Regions from separate parts of the Mus musculus genome. Here region 1 is linked to region 2. Evidence: chromatin contacts called from public Hi-C data. All regions are on one chromosome and are shown on one strand. Each heading gives the region's core, a stretch centred on a gene start, on an enhancer-like site or on the middle of the called end of the contact. The rest is flanking DNA. Distances are from core to core; before and after follow the strand shown. Region 1 has its middle 12 kb from the start of Pabpc6. Region 2 has its middle 120 kb from the start of 6530411M01Rik.

Region 1 (3,686 bases), core at 978-3,477, 390 kb before region 2:
GAAGTGTTGCCAATGGGGTTATGATCTACACCACAAAGGAATGCAAACCCATTCTTGACCACATGTTGCTAAAGATGGCTCATTAAATATGGGTTGTTGATAAATACTACTGCTTCTTCTCCTTCTCCTCATGCTCCTCCTCCTCACCCTCCTCTTTTCTCTTCTGCCTCCCTTCCCATCCCCTTCCTCCCTCTCTTATTCCTTCTCATCCTCCTGTTATCAGGGAAGTCCATATGCTTGACATGCTTTCTTACCTATTGGTCCAAATAGCTTCCAGAGGAAGCTCCTGTATTTTGCCTTGGTTACTCTGTTTAATGCCACCTCTGCATTCTAGTAAGACTACGTAGATTTGGTAAAGTCCTGAACATGGATGAAATGAATTCAGTGTCTTTGGGGGGAAATACAATTTTATTGCCCTTTCTGTGTTGCTGTGATAAAATGCTGGTAAAAGCCAACTTGGGCATGACAAGAGATATTTCATCTTACAAGTTATAGTCAAGCACTGAAGGAACTGAAGGCACAAGCTTGAAGCAGAAACCATGCAAGAATACTGCTCACTAGCCTGTTTCCTCTGCCTTGTTCATCTACCATTCTCATAGAACCCAGGCCCACCTTCCTTGGGTTGGCATTGCCCACAGTGGGATAAGCCCTTATATATTAATTAGCAATTAAGAAAATGCCCCACAGGCCAATTTGACTGAAGCATTTCCCAAACTGAGTTTCTCTCTTCATAGATATATCTAGATTCATGTCAAGTTGTCAAAAGCTAACCAGCACACCTTCCCAGGTATCTAAGCAAACCTTTGTTTCAGCATTTCTTAGGGAGTTTATAACCTAGGTGGTGAAAGTATAAATACACTGAAGCCAAATAAGTGTTAGATTCACATGAGATGTCACACATGATGTATAGTTACGACCTAAGGGCATAATGTTGGTAGCCTGTTGAGATGGCCCAGTATCCTCCATGAAAACTTGAGAACTTGAATTCAATTCAAAGCCAACACTATGAAATCCAGGAGTGGTGGTACAAACTTGCAACCCCAGCATTGTAGAGGTAGAGAAAGGCCAAACCCTGAAGCTTCCTGGTTATCCAGGCTAGCCTATTCCACAAGCTACACACACACTCACTCACACACACACACACACACACACGCACACACGCACATGGAAGTGCACACCCAGTGAATTTTCTGTGATTTTTCTATAGTCACTGGCTTAGCTTTGATGGGTTATACTCAGTTGCCCAAGTCAACTTGTGCCCCAGCACCTACCCAGCTTACTCTACCTCATGCATCCTTCAAAACACAACACTCTGTGGTGACACTGACCTCTGAAACTGAAGCATGACAGTCAGTTTGTCTGGATTGCAAGACAGTATGGAGATTACCTGAAAAGGCCGGGGGGCCGGGGGGGGTGTTAGAAAGTTTGACTTGGATGTTTGTCTAGGTTTCTGAAGGCAATTAGACTTTGACAGTAGGCTCTCAGCCCTCAGACTGTAGAAGAAGAGTGAGGGTAATGTGAGAAGAAGCTAGAAAAGATAAGTCACCCACTTCAGTGTTTTGCAGAGATGATGATGGGAAAGCTGCCCACCTAGGAGTAATTTTCCATGCTGTAGGGGATGATGGAGATCCTTGGAGAACAGGCACAAGGAGACATAGAGCTGAGTCCTGGATCTTGAGAGGAGAAAAGAGCAAGCCATGGAGAAGGAGGAATGGAAGGGCATCTGCAGGTCTTAATGGCATAAGCTCATTGTTCAAAAGGATGGCAAATGCATGGAAATTGGCAGTGGTTTGGACCAAATGGTATAAAAATCAATACTTTTCATTAACAAAGTGCTTTGGAATTTGATTTGATCTTATTTGCAGGCAGTATCACTTTAAAGGAGATATTTATGCTCCTGAGTTCAGGTACAAAACCTAGCATTAATCAAAAAATATTAGCTCGTTATAATTTGTCTTTGCTTGAGCTGGTGGGACCGTTTGGAGAGATATGTCTATTAAAAAATCTATATTATTGAGAGAATAGGGGTTTGTAGGGTGAAATAAAAAAGTTCATTTGACGATGAAGTGGGTGGTCGATTCCCTTAACATTCTGAGAGCAAACACAGGCATCATTATGAATCATTCCAGCTGATGAGTCTAATTTCTTTCAGGAGCATTGTGGCAGACGCTCACATTTCAGTTCTCCACAGACAGATCAGTCTTTGTCACCCCCTCATACATATTCGAGCGTCTAGATGGGAGATGCAGCGTGCTGCACTGGCCTGAGGGAGAAGAACCCCTCTGAGTAAACTAGCAAAGCAGAACACTTGGCCACCAAAATAAAGTGCTTCCTAAGCACTGGTTTGCAAAAATGGCAGCGGCCACTGGTTACCCACAACCGTGTTATGTTAAAGCCAGACATTTGGATGATCCTGGCTTGGCTTCTCGGAGGACTGTTCTCTGCAGAAGTAGAGGTTTTAGTGTGGGTGTGGTGACATAAGCAGTGTAAAATGGAACTGATGGCAGTGACAATATCAGAAGCTTTTCCATCGTAGGAAAAGCTTTGTTGTTGAATGTGGTTGTGTTTTAGCCTTGGAGGAAACCACATGTATCCACATGAACATACATACATACATGCACATACATCATGCATGTGCACATGTATGCACACACACACACACACACACCCTCCCTGTGTGTATGCACACACACACACACACACACACACACACACACACACACACACACCCTCCCTGTGTGTATGCACACACACACACACACACACACACACACACACACCCTCCCTGTGTGTATGCACACACACACACACACACACACACACACACACCCTCCCTGTGTGTATGCACACACACACACACACACACACACACACACACCCTCCCTGTGTGTATGCACACACACACACATACACACACACACACACACCCTCCCTGTGTGTATGCACACACACACACACACACACACACACCCTCCCTGTGTGTATGCACACACACACACACACACACACACACACACACCCTCCCTGTGTGTATGCACATACACACACACACACATACACACACACACACACACCCTCCCTGTGTGTATGCACACACACACACACACACACACACACACACACACCCTCCCTGTGTGTATGCACACACACACACACACACACACACACACACACCCTCCCTGTGTGTATGCACACACACACTCACACACCCTCCCTGTGTGTATGCACACACACACACACACACACACACACACACACCCTCCCTGTGTGTATGCACACACACACTCCATGAGTCATAGCCACACACTCAGATGCTACAGTCCTAAGCTCAGCTCGTGAAATTTTGGTGTGAAAGGCGGTCACAACTACCTTAGAAAAATCTTTTCCCATATACAGTTACCAAACCCAGACACTACTGTGGATGCCAAGTGCTTGCTGACAGAAGCCTGATATAGTTGTCTCCTGCTCTGCCAGTGCCTGACAAGAACAGAAGTGGATGCTCACAGCCATCCACTGGACTGAGCACAGGGTCACCAATGGAGGAGCTAGAGAAGGACCCAAGGAGCTGAAGGGGTTTGCAGCCCCATAGGAGTAACAACAATATGAACCAACCATTACCTCCAGAGCTCCTGGGGACTAAACCACCAACCAATAATACACATGAAGGGACCCATGGCTCCAACTGC
Region 2 (3,820 bases), core at 1,134-3,633:
GGCCTTAACCTTGATGTGAGAGCTGTCTTATAGGCATAGCATGCCACCACTACTCATCTGTTATCATTTATAGGAGATAGTACAAAGCTGAGCCCTTAGCACTCCCTTGTGGCTCTCAAGATGCAGAAGGTACTACCTAAGGTTCTCTGGAGTAGCTCATGAGGTAGTTCACAAGACCCTGTCACTCTGTGAGGATATGTCAAGTGCCTAATTATTGTTGAAGGAAAGAAGGCTTTTCTACAGTGGAGTAACAACCTGCAGGCTGCCCCTTTCCTATGTCTAGATAACCCTTTATCAGCCAGTGGTCCTCTGAGTAATCCCAATTATACTCAATGGTTCACCAGGCTAGACCTGTAGCCCATGACAAAAAGCAACTTGAGGAGGGAAGAGTTTATTGACCTTACACTTCCACATGATGGTTCATCATCTAAAGCAGCCAGGGCAGGGACGAAAGCAGGAACCTGAAAGCAGGAACCAAAGCCGAGGCCAAAGTGAACACTGCTTACTGGTTTGCTCCCAGTGGCTTGCTCAGTCTATGTTCTAATATAATCTAGGACTACTTGACCTGGGGTGGCACTATCGCCAGTGAGCTGGGCGTTATCAACATCTATCAGAAATCAAACAGTCCACAGAGTTGACTATGGCTGACTATATGGTAGCATTTTCTCCATTAAGATTCCATTTTTCCCATGTCTGAGTTTGTGTCAAGATGGCAAAACCAACCAGCATAAGAACCTAGGGGTTTTAGGGTGATAAGAGTTCATCATGGCAGGAAGCCACAGCAGCAAGAAGGCGCGGCAGCAGGAGCAGGAAGCTGAGAGATCACATCACAACCCACAACAGAGGTCAACAGGAAGTGGGACAAAGCTACATATTATTAAAGCCCACCCTCAGAGTCGGACTTCCACCAGTAAAGCCACACCTTCTAAACCTTCTGAAGAGCACCACCAACTAGGGACAGAGTTTCAAATGTCTGAGCCTATGGATGGCATTTCTATTCTAACCAACAGGGCTGGGTTTCTTATGTTGGTTAGTCATTGATTTGCACCCAATCTGGAGCAAATCAGTATTTGTTCCTGTCTCTCCAGAAAAGGTAAATGTAACTCCTCTACCATGACCTCCCTTCCCTGAAGCAGCATGCTCTCTTGGGCCTATCCTTTCCAAGTCAGTGTATCTTGTCGCTCCCTGCATCTGTTACTCCTGCCTTCTTGTTGCTCTTTAAAGTCTGAGATTCTATTACAACCATAATGTTATAGGTAGTAACCGATGATGCTAAGCCTTCACTCCACAAGAGGCAGGCATTACAGAGTGTCAGGGGTTCCTTTCCATGGAGTGCCTTTTTCTGAAGAGGAAGGTGGGTGCACTAGTTTGAGTATGCTCACCTTGTTGGTATGTGAAGAATGCACTGCCTTCTGAAGCCACAGTCTGTGGCATCTTCCATTCTATGCAACCTGTAGGATGAAATTACTTCCAAAGCTCCACTGAAGAGCTGAACCCTGATGGAATGTCCTATCCCAGGACTCTCTTTGCTTAGGCCTCTTCATATTCTTCAGTGCTATCTGGCAGAATATATTTAATTTCCTACGTTTTCTTCCTATTGGAATAGAAGCTTCAGGAAGGCTGTGCTTGTGCCATTCAATGTTGTAACTTCACAGTTAGAAACATACTGTTCCAACCAGGTATTCTGTGGGTATTTGTAACAGGCCCAGTCCCTTGTGGCACAGTCCTCTAGAAGAGCAAGATCAGACAGGCTCATTCAATGTAAACCATTATGTTAGTTCATGAGGTCTTCACACAGCCATCTACACAGTCCAGGGATTACTGTGGTGTGCCCAGGGGCTTCTGATTTCTTATCAGTCAACATGTCATATACTGTCTACATACCTAAGTTAACTATTGAAACACTAGCAGTGCATCAAAACAATATTTTAAATAGCAAAACAGCACATTTATAAAGGCCTCCTTTCCAGAAGTGTTTTACCGTGCTCACACTGTGTGTTGGGTACTATTACGTGCATTTAGGAAAACAGAGTTCCGTTCTCTAAAAACAGCAGAATGCTGGAACTGAAAAGTGGGGGCGAGTCCATCTGGGCCAGTGTAAAGTGGGACAATGGAGATGGAGCCACAGGGCATATGGAAGGACTGACAGTGCTTCTGGGAGACGGTAAGAGGAGAGGGGTGGTATCAGGAGCAGATTTTCACAGAAACACAGTGGGCAATGGGCCATGCTGCTCTGTAGAAGAAACTGATTGTGGATCCCAGAGCCTACTGAGCCCTAAGTTCTCTACTCGGCTGCCAATTCTTACAGCAGAAGGGTACCGTGCCCTTCATTGGTTTCCCGCTCCATCTTCCCTGCCCCCATGCAGTGAGATCCCATGCATCCTTTTAATTCCCTTTTACCCTTCAACACGCACCCAGGTGCTATGCACTAGAAATCTCCAGGACTGGGCTTATTCAGTATAAATAGTCCTCATCAGACCAAAAGTGAGTTTTCCCAAGATGTTACTCTCTGGACACGGCAGCAAAGGATTCTTGAAATTGGAAAGTAATTTCACATTGGAAATGAGCTGCTAAAGTTAGGAAGGAGGAATTATTTAGGGCCAGAGGAAACTGCTTAGCACTCCTAAAATTATACAAAGCAGCAGCTGCTTGCTGTGCCTCTGGAAGAGGTAGGTGCTGTGTGTCTGGGTGACACTTAGGTGCAGGAAATCTTTGGCCTACCCATTCCGGGGACACAAGGGTAACTTCATGGGAATCTGGCAAGGTCACCAAAGGTCAGCGGAGGCCCTTGACCTGACAGCCTCAGATCGTGCTACGTTTATTTTAGGACAAAAGTCTCCTCATGGGAGCTGGGAATGAGCTAAGAAAAAACTAATTTCTCTCTCCTCTCTAATTGATAACACATGGCCTCAATTATAGACACCCCTGAGTGCTCTTTTAAAATTGACAAAGCTTTCTGCAGGAAAAGGAATGGCCCATTGAGTTAGGAGATCTGTGCATAGCAGTAGCTGGTGCCAGATGTTATGGAAGAAAGCAAAAGACCCCTATGATGCCCCCAACCATAAAGCCTTAGCATGGGGAAAAATCCTTCCTGACCCCGGGTGGACACCAGTCACAAGCCTAAGAGCAAAAGGGCCATTACTGCTGGCAAAATGTCATCCAAATTGGTGATGCTCCAAACACTATGGTTCCTAACAAATTAAGCTAAGTGCCTTATGAACAGTTGGTGACTATTAACAGTTACTACACTTTTCAACAGTCTTTAGCAATTTTCCCAACTCTTCCTATGTTAATGATGTGTTAATCACTGCCTAAACAAGGCAGATAATGAGACATCTCTGTGTGCCACTGTAGACAGAGAAATGGGAATATTCAAAATATAGTGACAAAAATAAGTTGAAAAGAGATGTTTCCTTAGACATCGCAATAATGAGACTCTCAGGATGCTCAGGGGAAAGTTGTAATAAGTGCATGATATGGAAGAGTTGTGTGTGTAAATGAATCCATGTCCACACATCAGCCCATGCAAAGCTAGAAGTGAGTGATAAGTTATTTCTCCACCGATGAAATGAGCCAATTCAAGCCAGATTCGAGTATATTAAATGCAGGTTTCTTGGGAAACTGCTCTGGGCTGGTGAGTTCACTGGCCCTAAGGAAAGAGGCCAGGGAAGTCACTGTGGGAAGGGAGAGAGAGGGGAGGGGGTGGGGGAAGAGACAAAGAGTGAGCCCCAGCCCTTGTGCAGCGAGAGGGCAGATAGGGAAAAACTAAAATGGCTGGATTATATAGGGAAGAGCCTCTGGGGGAAGGGCAGCCCAGCCT

The links. A called contact is a pair of places that touch in the nucleus more often than the background predicts.
Region 1: a contact with region 2 is called in a Hi-C map of cerebral cortex, with 4 times the contacts expected there. The contact joins two enhancer-like sites. A contact is called at or near these places in 2 of 39 promoter capture datasets (hippocampal neurons and liver) and 2 of 484 Hi-C or Micro-C datasets (cerebral cortex and forebrain).

Annotation. Positions count from the first base shown.
Region 1 is chr17:9,679,517-9,683,202 of GRCm38.p6, reverse strand. No RefSeq gene overlaps it. Among named protein-coding and RNA genes, the nearest start is that of Pabpc6, 12 kb to the right of the region's middle. Within about 2 kb of position 2,227, at least 38 of the 459 cell types and tissues checked have an H3K27ac peak or open chromatin away from gene starts, as enhancers often do. A contact at or near this core is called in cerebral cortex, where this site is marked.
Region 2 is chr17:9,290,809-9,294,628 of GRCm38.p6, reverse strand. No RefSeq gene overlaps it. Among named protein-coding and RNA genes, the nearest start is that of 6530411M01Rik, 120 kb to the right of the region's middle. Within about 2 kb of position 2,383, at least 8 of the 459 cell types and tissues checked have an H3K27ac peak or open chromatin away from gene starts, as enhancers often do. A contact at or near this core is called in cerebral cortex, where this site is marked.